Regions from separate parts of the Mus musculus genome. Here all the other regions are linked to region 2. Evidence: chromatin contacts called from public Hi-C and promoter capture Hi-C data. All regions are on one chromosome and are shown on one strand. The core of a region is the stretch at or near the end of the contact, and the rest is flanking DNA. Distances in the headings are between cores, read along the strand shown.

Evidence for each region. Promoter capture Hi-C pulls out the DNA fragments that hold promoters and counts their contacts. A called contact is a pair of places that touch in the nucleus more often than the background predicts.
Region 1: a promoter capture Hi-C map of the HPC-7 cell line shows a contact between it and region 2, with 2.2 times the contacts expected there. The contact joins two enhancer-like sites. A contact is called at or near these places in 3 of 39 promoter capture datasets (the C10 cell line, the HPC-7 cell line and epiblast stem cells), 7 of 484 Hi-C or Micro-C datasets (the G1E-ER4 cell line, the HPC-7 cell line, conventional type 1 dendritic cells and 4 more), 5 of 115 datasets of contacts at active chromatin or transcription factors (embryonic stem cells, epiblast stem cells, memory CD8 T cells and 1 more) and 2 of 9 other capture datasets (adipose tissue and pancreatic islet).
Region 3: a contact with region 2 is called in a Hi-C map of bone marrow-derived macrophages, with 46 read pairs. The contact joins two enhancer-like sites. A contact is called at or near these places in 6 of 39 promoter capture datasets (the HPC-7 cell line, cranial neural crest, embryonic stem cells and 2 more), 1 of 15 datasets of contacts at CTCF or cohesin (CD8 T cells), 8 of 484 Hi-C or Micro-C datasets (LSK cells, Th1 cells, bone marrow-derived macrophages and 3 more), 7 of 115 datasets of contacts at active chromatin or transcription factors (CD8 T cells, bone marrow-derived macrophages, effector CD8 T cells and 4 more) and 3 of 9 other capture datasets (adipose tissue, liver and pancreatic islet).

The regions. Positions count from the first base shown.
Region 1 is chr12:3,669,612-3,673,597 of GRCm38.p6, reverse strand. All of the region lies in intron 8 of Dtnb (dystrobrevin, beta), which reads right to left. Among named protein-coding and RNA genes, the nearest start is that of Dtnb, 99 kb to the right of the region's middle. Within about 2 kb of position 2,282, at least 43 of the 459 cell types and tissues checked have an H3K27ac peak or open chromatin away from gene starts, as enhancers often do. A contact at or near this core is called in the HPC-7 cell line and memory CD8 T cells, where this site is marked.
Region 2 is chr12:3,757,566-3,761,531 of GRCm38.p6, reverse strand. All of the region lies in intron 15 of Dtnb (dystrobrevin, beta), which reads right to left. Among named protein-coding and RNA genes, the nearest start is that of Dnmt3a, 47 kb to the left of the region's middle. Within about 2 kb of position 1,926, at least 112 of the 459 cell types and tissues checked have an H3K27ac peak or open chromatin away from gene starts, as enhancers often do. A contact at or near this core is called in the HPC-7 cell line, bone marrow-derived macrophages and memory CD8 T cells, where this site is marked.
Region 3 is chr12:3,840,359-3,844,746 of GRCm38.p6, reverse strand. The region is part of intron 2 of Dnmt3a (DNA methyltransferase 3A); the gene reads right to left. Among named protein-coding and RNA genes, the nearest start is that of Dnmt3aos, 20 kb to the left of the region's middle. Within about 2 kb of position 1,251, at least 26 of the 459 cell types and tissues checked have an H3K27ac peak or open chromatin away from gene starts, as enhancers often do. A contact at or near this core is called in bone marrow-derived macrophages, where this site is marked.

The DNA.
Region 1 (3,986 bases), core at 1,033-3,532, 88 kb after region 2:
TCTATCAGTGGGCTCCAAGCTCAGTGAGAGGCACGTTCAAGGGAAAAAGGACAGAGAGAATGATATAACAGGATACATGATGTACCTCTCTCTGGCCTCCACATGCATGTGCATGAGTTCACACAAGACACAACAAAAGTATTATGTCATTTATAAATGAGGATGCAAACCAATAGCAAAGTCTATATGCAACAGGGGTACAAAGTAAAGCCTTATCAGATTACACAATTTTACAACAGAAAATGCACAGGGAGCCCAGTCCTAAGTGCATTCCCTAGATAACGTTCCATACCACAGAAGAAGATAAAAAAGAACCACTAAAGCTATATTTGGGAAAGACAAAACTAGGAACAGGTTAAATGTCCATTAGCAAGGGAACAAGGGAACAAGCAAGATCTGGAATATCACAAAATTGAATTCTAGATGGCACTGAAAATAACCAGTAGGATAACACAAGCTTGGAATCTCAACATGGCCGTCTCTGATGGGAATGGAGAAAGTTGCAAAGCCAGCACAGCTGCTTGACCAAGATCCAGCAAAGCTGAGCCGGGCGATGCAATTGCTGTTGTGCAGTCTTCCACTTCTGGTCTTGGTTTCCACGTGTTGCATCTACTACTAGTCAGTCAGGCTGCAAGACGCCTCTGGCCCTGTGCCTGACTTGCTCCTCCCTCTCCTCTGTAGGACTTGGCCACTGCTGCTGGCCCCCGACAAGTCAGGGTAAAAGGTGCGCCTCAGTGTCAGAGCTTGTCTAGAAGGCACTAAGAACTTGGTTTAATACCTAGCTCGCCACACACAAACACCTGCGTATGCTATAGATTACATACCACTTCTCATAGCCGAACACAGAAAGCTAGTTCCCTGACAGACTACCACAGAAGATACTACAGTTGATTACATATCACAGTGAAAAATTTTTTTAAATAAATCTCAAACATTTAATTAATTAATTTATTTATTTGGTTTTTAGAGACAGGGTTTCTCTGTGTAGCCCTGGCTGTCCTGGAACTCACTCTGTAGACCAGGCTGGCCTCCAACTCAGAAATCCGCCTGCCTCTGCCTCCCGAGTGCTGGGACTAAAGGTGTGTACACCACACCCAGCTAGTAAAAATTTTTTAAGAAATTATTTTTATGTGTGTGTTTTGCCTGCATGTGCACCACATATATGCCTGGTGCATTAAATCCCCTGGGACTAGAGTTGTAGATGGTTGTAAATGGCTACGTGAGTGCTGGGAATCAAACCAGGGTCCTTTGAAAGAGCATCCAGTCCTAATGATGAACTTGCTCTCTATCCCCCATAGTTATCTTAACCACTTCACTACTAATTGATATTTTTAATCCCTTCTTCTAGCTACTATATATTATGCTGATAGCATCCTCGTTCAAAACTCCTAGTGTGTTTGGTGCAGATATGGTTTTAGGAGAACTCCTATATGGAAAGTTGCTAGGTCCAAGGTCATACATATTTTAAGATGTGTCCTTCAGACCTAACAATTTACACCCTATACCAGAATCCTGAAAACTCCTCTTTTCTATCCGTTGCCAACCCTGGCTGTTCCACATCTCTTGCATTCTTCTGCAAGTGGGTTAGACATAGCATGAACGTTTTAATGGCCATAAATCATTTAAAACTGGAACAAGTGAGAAACTCTAGCTTTCCTGATGTTTTTTAATCAGCACTGGAGCAGTGTACCAGCTCATTGGTTTGTCAAGGCTGATACTGTAACATACTAAAGACTAGTGCCCTGACAGGATATATGGACAGACTAACAGACAATAAGAAATTATTCTAATAGTGTGATACACACTTTGAAGTTATTCTGTGTGCTGCAGACAAACCGTGAAGGGGATGACCATCAGTCTAGGCAATAGAACACAGAGAATTTAGCAAAGCTAAGCTGGGAGGATGGGTAGCTAGGACACGAGATTCAAAAACATAAAAGTAAGAAAACACAGTATGCCAGGCAACTTCAAAGTTTCATACTGTCGTACTGCTGACAGAGAGCAAAAGAAATCAAACTCCCAGACTGAAGACATAACTGTAAAATCTTTCAAAGTATCCCACTGTGAGGTAAGCTTGTTTTGGAAGGTGCTTCTGGCCAACACTGAACAGAAAGCTGCCTGCTCTCACATGCACTCACAGATCGCATGGTAGAAAAATGAGGCCAAGTGCAACCAGGGCTTTAGGGGCTAACAAACTGAAAGGGAAGCGGCAGACCACAAGCAGCAGTGAGGTCAGAAAGTGAGGAAGGTCTGCATGCGTCTCTGCCTGATCCTGTACCCCCAGCAGTAAGGAACCAAGTGCAGAGCACAAGACTCTCTGCCAGCAGCTGCCCACTGTCTGGCTATCTCAGGCTGCCACAAAACCGTAATATGTCTAATAGGGACAAATCCAGCAGTTGAGTGACATCATACACAGTACACCAAAAGTCAGATGGTGAGACCATCTCTACTGGTTACCACTGCTCTGACACAGTATTTACCACACATGTCTAAATATAAGAAATTTCTGAGCACTTGTTTGAAAAAATAAACAAAAGAGTCCTTGGCCTCAACCCAGAGCCTCTAAGTGAGGGTCCCCAGGGGTAGGACTTAGTACTTTGCATAATTAATGCGTAATCCTAAGGATCCTTTTCAGAAAAGGTTAAGTAGATATGTAACTATCTGAAAGAGATTAGGCCATTGCTTTCTAGAAGTGAGCGTAATTACATCCTACAAGTCCACAAATATTAATGGAAAAATTATTAGAAGTGTTTATGAATGGAAAAGCAGGTAAGACTTTGAAATGGAAATGCCCATAAAGTCAGTTAATAGAGGCATCAGAGCTTACATAGGGAGCATGACCTGGAACTAAGAACTGGAAAATCTACCAGTGTCGGGCATCTAAAACCTGGAACTACAGCAAAGCTTTCATGGAGAAGCAAGGACAGAAACAAGCTCTGGAGAGAACACTGGAGGAAACAGTATCCTCTCTACTGAAGGTGAGGCAGGGTCTCATAAAAAAATGACATGTCAGTGTTTTTATAAGTAGATACTAAATGAAGATGAACAGATGACTAATTGGACATTTAAAGGAAATTACATAGATAACACTCCACTACTAATTTACTTGAGAAGCTTCCCTAAATCCGTGTGTACGGATGTTCGAAAGCCCGGAGCAGACAGCGATTGCTGGTGGACTGCAGAAAATGCGGAGACAATGGAACAATTCACATGGCTGGGTCGTGAGGGAATGCGGGTGTTCCCACACATGGCAGCAGGGTATGCACTCTCCAGTGCAGCTCTGGAGGCCACCTGTAAGGATCAAAGAGGCTCCAACACTGAAGAAAGGGCTGGGGGCGAGTGATGACAGCCAGAGGAAATTGCTCACTTGAAGGACACTTGGTGTGGGCTCCACTTCCCGGCAGGCCTTGCCATCTCCTTCCTTGGTTGGTAGGGAGGTGCTATATTGTTTATAAATGACACACCATTCCCGTCTTTGATAAGCACCATCTTTTGAAACAGCTGGGTCTATTGCAGATGTTCTGCTTTCAAACTCAGCACTTCTGCAGCTGTAAATGGGTTTAAGGATAAACAGTGCTGCCAAACACCACAGCAGAGTTGGGCAATGTTCAGAAATTGACAAAAACAGTATTTAAATCATCCCAGGCTGATAACTGTTGCCAGGATATCTCTAGCCTCCGATGGTGTTAGAAAATTCAGAGTTCTAAAAGAATGTTACTTGCCAGTGAAGTGGTCTCATCCCCCCCAAGATTCTGTCCATTATCTTATTTGAGTCCTTATCCTATGAATCCTTAGTCTCCAAACCCTCCTACTGAGACAGACATAAGGCTTCACTCTTCAAGTGTATAGAATTGGAACTGATGAATCACATGGCCACTCTGTTCACCACACTGAAGACTGTTCTACTGCTGTGAAGAGACACCGTGACCATGGCAAATTAGAACAAAACACTGAATCGGGGGCTGGCTTACAGCTTCTGAGGGTTA
Region 2 (3,966 bases), core at 677-3,176:
ATCTCCCCTCAGAGAAGAGGTAAAAGCATCACACACCATTCTGAGCTGCTGCTGGCACTGTGCACTGTGGAGAGAGGGTGGGCTGTCTCCACCGCATCAGCCCTGCCGCAGGATGAGAAAATAACTACCTCATCAACTGCTGGGAGTCAGGACTGGGCATGGGAGCCACAGTGCATGCATAACAAGGGAGCAGGGAGAGAAAAGACCAGCATCCAAAGGCAGCTGGATATATCCCGTCTGGGCTGAACTGAAGCAAGGGAAGGAGGCACTGGAACATCCTGCCTCAGCAAGCACCCATTTACAAAAACAGGCCATCATGACCTTTAAAAGACAAACCTGGTTTCCAGATACCCCATAGAGTACTGAGACTTTCTATGATGTTGCACTGCTCCAAGAATATGTATTTCTCTATTGTGTATCTGGTGGAAGGATAAGGCCCCCAACAGGTCTGCATATGGTCCCTCTGCAGAGAACTGGCATCTGTTTGTTTCTACACCATGATGGGAAACTCAGGACCCATATATAACCTGTCTCACTGCAGAGACCTATGCGGTCTTCTAGGATTGCCAAGATTCTCTAAGTGAATCAACAGTATTGGGAGGGGGTAGTAGTGTGCATTTGGCTTTCAATCATGATTTTGTCTCTACCTGAATCACTGTTATATAGAAGCTAAGACGAACTTCTGGACTCAAAAGGGTAGAAGGCAAGGTGTTTATTTTTCTTGGTGCAAAGAAGAAAGCATATTGAATTTCTGGAACGAAGCACAACGTACTATGACTTACAATAAACTCAAAGAACAAAAAGAAAGTTGATATATAAAATCTTAGTTAAGAAAGTTCATACATTCTAAGACTAGAATTCTCCAGTCTTTTCCTGGGTTGGCTACCCCTATGTAAGATGGTCTCTCCATTGGGTCCCCAAAACCAATTCTCAGATAAATGGTCAGAAACCTCACTAAGAGAAAAGTGTCTCATGGACAGTACCAAATACTCAGGTTGCACATAAGAAACAAGACTAGATAGGACCTGGAGGACGTGGTTAAAAAGGTAAGGCTAGGTCAGTAAGAGGGTGAGAGCTCAAACCTACCAATCAGTGATAGTCTAGAATGCAACAAGGCGAACTGAAATTCCACTTCTATGATAATACCTTGTTCAGTAACACTCCTCCTGGAGCTGAAGAGATGGCTCTGTGTCTGAGAGCACAGGCCCCTCTTCTAGAGGAGCAGAGAGTATGGTGCTCAGCACCTCTGAGCCAGTGGTGATTCCAACCCATATCTGCCTGGCTAGATCAGCTGGAGTTTTAGCTGCACAGTTCTAGGTATCTAGAAGGTATTTCTCTGTAACATGGCCAAGAATATTACAGCCAAGACCACACCTAACCCAGAATAATCTCTTTCCACTGTTTTCTTGGCAGGGACATTTATTTTCCCAGATTCTGGGGTTCTAAATCTAGAATCCATGGCTTACTCTGTCTTGTCTTTGGCTGTTTTTTTGTTTTTGTTTTTTAATGATATCTGGATAGTAGGTAGCATTCTGGAAAGAGTGTGTGTTCGGGAGGATTTCTCTAGTCTAGTGTGTGTGAGTTTCCTAGGGAACATGGGGAACAGTTTTCATATCATATACACATTACAGTCAGGAAAGCAAAATACAGAAATACAGTATATGATGGAAATAAGATAGAAGAAAGCCTCTTAGCTTGTCTTTTATGGAATGATCAAAACAGAGGCATACCCCTCAGATCCAAGAATTATTTCTCCTTTCTAATCATTCTCACTAAAAACTTCCTGCCAGTGTTCACAGAGCTCTATGAGAACATAATTATATTTCCTCTTTTTACAAAATGAAACCAAAACCAAAACAAGGAACTGCTGGGGCCCTGCAGGGAGCATAGGAGCAAGAGGGATAAACATGCACTCTGGGTAGACGTCCACACGCCATCTGCAGGCCACTGGATCCAGCCGACAGCTGTGCGTGCAGAGACTGAGGCCCAGGGCAAAGGCTGTGGGGTTACCTTGAAGTACATCAATTCATCCACTCACCAAAAGCCAAGGTTTTGCAGACTTAGGAGGCAGGAGTGTAACTGAGGCTCAGGATGACAATGATCTGACTTCTATTTCCATATTTAAGGCATTGTGCCAACCAAGAAGTTACATTCCTACTAACCAGAAAATTATGTCCCTACTATTTGAGAATGGAATTTGTGTTCGTTTCTTTTGAATGCTCTAACAGACTGAGCATTAAACAGACTCTGATATATGTGGCAGAGCATTGCGAGTCAGAGTCAATGTAACTCCTGGCTGTGTTGGAAGTCGATCCAGGCTTCTGTTATGGGGTGAGAAACATGGGAGCTGTATGAGAGGAGCATAGAAATCCTTCATGGAAAGCTGGACCCCAGGCCATGGACACATACATGGACAGCTTAATTTTAATTGAGCCTTAAGAGATCCAGAAGTGCCGGGTGGTGGTGGCGCATGCCTTTAATCCCAGCACTTGGGAGGCAGAGGCAGAGAGGCAGAGGCAGAGAGGCAGAGGCAGAGAGGCAGAGAGGCAGAGAGGCAGAGGCAGGCAGATTTCTGAGTTCAAGGCCAGAGAGAGAGAGAGAGAGAGAGAGAGAGAGAGAGAGAGAGAGAGAGAGAGAGAGAGAGATAGATCCATATATCCAGAAGTGATATGATATGTTATACTGGGGGGAAATACACATCTGAGATGTCTCCTAAGGGAGCTGGGATGTTTAGTCCTTCCAGATCTGGAGTGATCTGGACTGTATCCAGATGAACATAGTCATTGCTGTCTGTCTGTCTGTCTGTCCGCCCGCCCGCCCGTCCGTCCGTCCATCCATCTATCTATCTATTCACCTATCTATTTATAGAAAGAGTCTATATTGTCCTGGGTGTCCTGGAACTTGCTCTGTAGACCAGGCTGGCCTCTAAATCACAGAGATTCACCACCTCTGCCTCCTCATTGCAGGGATTAAAAGTGTGTGCCACCACACAGAGCTGAAATTTGTTTTTCTGACTCCTTGTAAAGAGGATTTCTTCGTCACAACTCAGTCTCCTGAATGGATCTGCCTATTTCTTGAGAGTAGCTGGACCAGAATTGCTGCTACAGGCACGTGAACTGGTTATGTTCCTCACAATTAATACAATGATTAACTTGTGCAGTCTTCTTGCTAATGGTGGTTTTCCCTCAGCAAATATTTATTGAGTATCTGCAGTGCAGCAGGCTGGGTTAGAGACTGGAAACACAACAGTAAAGAGAGCTGGCAAGGTCCTTTAATTACAGACTCATGATGGTTGGGTCATGATTAACCCTAAATCAGCCAGTCTAGTGGAATGAGCTTCTTAAACTACGGGGTGAGTGAGCAGTCTGATCTGAAGAAGCCATGAGGAAAGAGAAGAAAAGAGAATGAGGGAAGAGAGACAGAAGGATTGCTAGGTAAGGTCACTCAAGGTGCTGAGAGAGTGGCTGGGGCTGAAGGCAAGGCCTCAATAAGGTGTGCTTATCTATTTATTCACTTATTTTCAGTGCTTGGGATGGAGTACAAGGCACTATATCATATATGCTAAGGATGGCAATACCTCTGACCTCTAGCATCAAACATTTTAAAGTAACAGTACTACTATCCACTGTTCTCAAGTTCTTGCAAAGTTAAAATAACTATAATATTGTGATATAACAAGTATGAATTTGGTCTTCTATCCTAGGTTCAGTCACAAAAGCTTCTAAAAATCTTTAGACTCACTAGAAAGTTAAGAGTATATGTGGGGGCTGTTGAGATGGCTCAGCAGTTAAGAGCACTGACTGCTCTTCCGAAGGTCCTGAGTTCAAATCCCAGCAACCACATGGTGGCTCACAACCATCCGGAATGAGATCTGATGCCCTCTTCTGGGGTGTCTGAAAAGACAGCTACAGTGTACTTACCTAAAATAAATAAATAAATCTTAAAAAAAAAAAAAAAAAAAAAAAA
Region 3 (4,388 bases), core at 2-2,501, 84 kb before region 2:
CAAGCAAAATCAGAAATCAAACCAAACCAAAGACACTTGACCTTCTGGTACAGACAAACACCTGTTCTCATGACCCCATGGGAAAGGCCTCTAGGGTCTTTAACAGCAAACCGTATGCCACGTGGTCCCTCCGTGTGAAAACCCTATGTCACATGGTCCCTCCATGTGCTGCTCACGTGCTTTACCTCATACAAGCTATCCAGGCATGCTACACACAGTCAGCACACTTTGTCCCTGCTGGCTTCAATCCAAACTAGTCCAGCCTAGGAGGAAGCAGCCACCTTACCAGCACTTGAAGAGCACCAGGCCTGGGCCCCAATCCCAGCAGGAAGCACGATGTGCACAGAACAGACCTCCTACTCTGCTGGACCCATATCTAGGTTTGGCTCCCACCTTCCCATGAAGCTCAGTACAGCTTTGTGGAAAGCAAGTTATCAATATAGCATTCTAAAATGGAGGGTATGCTTTCTGCTCTGAGCCTGCCTGTGGGCTGTTCGTACCACTGGGCAGGGAACTGATACACTGATTGGGTGGACAGATGGTCTGGGCCATGCCCTCAGTGACTCCAGGAAGGTCTATCAAGAGGTTTATTCTTGCATCTGTCAGGGGCCTGTCAGTGCCTAAGACGGGTTAAGCAAAGGAATGTGGGCTATGCTTCTCAAATCTGCAAGCAGCACCGATGTCGTCGAATGTCAGCTAATACTGAAATGCAAGAACCTGTGCTGTAGTAACCGGAGCAGCTGGAAACAGCAGCACATTTAGTGGGAACAGATTTGAGCCCAGATTGGCCTCCTCATCCGAGGGGAGGGGGAGACAAAAGGGAAGGGGAGATGAGGGGGGGAGAGGGGGAGACGGAGTGGGAGGGGGAGATGAGGGGGGGAGAGGGAGGAGTCTCAATTAGCCCCTCAAGAACTGTAGCAGGAGTGGGGGGGGGCAGAAATTATAGACGGGTTTTGCAAAGAGCAGGGCTGGGCTGAGCAGGAACTTACACTGTTTACTAGTCACCTTGAACTTAGCCTCTCTGCAGCCTGCATTCCTTATCCATAAGATGGAAATCATGCTTGCTCCACAGCTGGAGCTTGAGAACTAAGTAAGGCGATAGAGGAAGCTGGGAACAGTGACAGTCACTGGGGAACGGCTTACTTCCTCCTGCCTCCATACTAGAATGTTTCACAGGGGCCAGCATTCCCAGCCCGCCAGCAGAGGCCCCCTCCTGGCCTCCAGCAAATCCCAGCTCTCTCTCCTCCATGTGCAGCCATCACTCACAAGCAGACAGATCCCAACATCTGGCTACCGCCGTTGCTATGGTGAGCTATGTGGATGCTGGGGCGGCAGACTTTTCCAAATTGCAAGGTGGACTATGTCATTCTACAGAGCTTTAACCCTCTCTGAGGGGGACCCCAGGGACCTGGAGGATCAAGCCCAACTCCTAGTCTTTGTAAAGGTCCCTGGGCTCTTGCTGAACTGCCTGTGTTTCCTTTCTATCCCAGGGCCCCAACATAGGCAGCGGGTGCAAAAGCAGCTGCTTCCCCAGGCACAGCTACTCCTCCTGCCTAACCCACCTTCCCTGAAGGCTTCCCGGGCTTGCTTTCCCTACCTAGACTGAACGGATAGGTCCTGACAGCCACCCACCCCTGCAATGCTATGAGCTCTTTGAATCGAGTAACCAGAGCTGCTGTTTTTCATTTTGGAGGCAGAGTCTCCCCATGAATTTGAGGCTGACCTCAGACTTGCAATCCTCCTGCCTCCCAGTGCCGGTGCACTAATGTGCTTGGCCAGCAGGGACTTCTCGAGAGGTGAAGGCAGGAGGGTCAGAATTTCTAGGCCAGCCTAGAGTACTTGAGTTTCTGTTCTAAAAACCAACAACAGAAAAGAAAAGAAAAGAAAAGAAAAGAAAAGAAAAGAGAAGAGAAGAAAAGAAAAGAAGAGAAAAGAAAAGGAAAAAAAAGCCTAGCCTGACAGATACTGGGCAACCCTTAGATGAGTGACAGTCACATAGCAGATACTCAGTAAAGAGTAGAGTCCACGCCAGGCGTGGTGGCGCATGCCTTTAATCCCAGCACTCGGGAGGCAGAGGCAGGCGGATTTCTGAGTTTGAGGTCAGCCTGGTCTACAGAGTGAGTTCCAGGACAGCCAGGGCTACACAGAGAAACCCTGTCTCGAAACAAACAAACAAACAAAAAAGAATAGAGTCCACATGCACAAAAGAGACTCACATACAAACCTACAGCGCACAGGGCACAAAGGCACATAGATCTCTATGTCTCCACAGTCACAAACAGGTTGAGCCCAGCCTGGTCTAAAACTTATTATGTAGCCTAAGCTGGCCTCAAAGTACAATAGTCTCCCTCCTCAGTGCGCTAATAGGCATGAGCCAGCACACCTGTTTTGTTTTGCATTGTGTGTTGAGGGAGGCTCTCACTGTATAACTCAGAGTGTCCATGAGTTTGTGGTCCTCCAGGCTGCACGTCTCAAGTGTCAGGGATCTGCTCAACCCCCAACCTTAAACAGATCATCTACACCTTAAATGGAATTGTCACTTTCCTTTTCTGGAAGTCTTTACAGCTTTGGGGAACCTTCAGCTAGGGTGGGCTGTTAGGTTAAGTGGTTCCCACCAGCCTCACTCTAAAATTCTGAGGCTATGATTTGACCTACATTTTAGCACAGCTCACTGGATGGATTATTTTAAGTCACACACATCTTTGCCTTCTGACAAGCTGGGCTATGCCAATAATTGCTCACATTTGTACAATACAGCAAAATCAGCAAAGGATTTCCACATATGCTTTTTTGTTGTTGGGTTTTGAAACAGGCTCCCAAGTGCCTGAGCCAGCCTGGAACCCGACAGGCAGCTGAGACAGGCTTGGACTTCTGATCCTCTCTCCTCTATCTCCCGAGTGCTGGGGTTACAAGCCTGCTCTTCATTTTATGTTTATGATTGACAGAAACCACAGTAGGTGTCATGTTCTCCCATCACACAGGTGGTAAAGTGAAGCTCAGAGCGATTCTGAGATTTGCAGAAGGCAAAGGCGAAGCCTTAAGAATCAACAGTCCCAGCTTCTCATTTCCAGCCTGCGGGTCTTTTAAGCCTCTATATCTGCCTATGCCATGTTCTATGCACACACAGTGAAAACACAGTAGTGCATACTGAATGCACACCTTATTCACTGACATGCAAACACACCCACACACACTTGCCTCTCTGGGCCTAGGCATAGGCTCTTGTCCCCCAAAAGAAGCCCTTCCCCAGAAACAGAGAGACATCCATGCTCCCGTTAGTGCTGAGAGCAGAAGCCACTGACCCAGAATCTGAACAGATGCCTCAAGTTGGTGTTTGAGTCAAGGGGATGAACTTGCCAGATCTAGCCAGCTACTTGCCCAGGCCTCCCAGGACAATAAGCATGCAGCCTTTGCCAGCTGGCTGACCTCCCAGGAACTGTCTGTGGCCACGGAATTGTCTTCTGCAGGAGGCAAAGCCCTGCCCTGGGCTGCCTGAGCACCTTGCTTGAGAAGCCCTAGCAGGGCACCACAGACCTGTACAAGGCATACACACGTTCACATGCAGACATGCCTCACCCCTTAGAGGTGGTTCTTGCTCCATGGCAACGGACAGAGGCTGAGGTCCTGTGAATGACAAGAACTGCTAGAGGCACCTCCAGACTCACCCCTGAAAGCTCATCAGCCCTTCATTTCAGAAACTGACAGTAGTCAGCAAACAGTCACTGGCTTCACAGGATAATTACTGATAGAAAGAAATTATCCCTCCTAGCCAAAGGCCACCACTTCTCTGGAGACAGGAGCCATGCCTTAGTGTCCCTTTTGGGATCCCCTACAGATCATAGGAACTTGCATAGAGCAGGTGCTTCATAAATGTTAAAGGATTTGAAATAATTTTGCTGCTGGGCGGTGGTGGCGCACACCTTTAATCCCAGCACTTGGGAGGCAGAGGCAGGTGGATTTCTGAGTTTGAGGCCAGCCTGGTCTACAGAGTGAGTTCCAGGACAGCCAGGGCTACACAGAGAAAACCTGTCTTGAAAAACAAAACAAACAAAACAAAACAAAGCAAAGCAAGAACTAGTTTTGCCTGCCAGGACCTCCATCCTGTCACCACAAGCTACTTGCTTCACCTACTTCTGGACCGAATGCATAGTAGGCTGGATCTCAACCCTCACTCTCAGGCCAGGCAACAGGGAAAATATCCACTGAGCACCTACTGTGTGCTGGATACAAATGAACTCAGTCTTGAGCTCTCAAGTGGAACACCCACTGTTCTGCTTGCAACCAGTCCCATGGACATAAGCATATTCATGTCGGCTCCTTCAGCAGCTCACTGTGGCTCTGGATGTCCTCTGGCTTACGGAAGCAGCTAGTCTAGATGAAACTGCTTT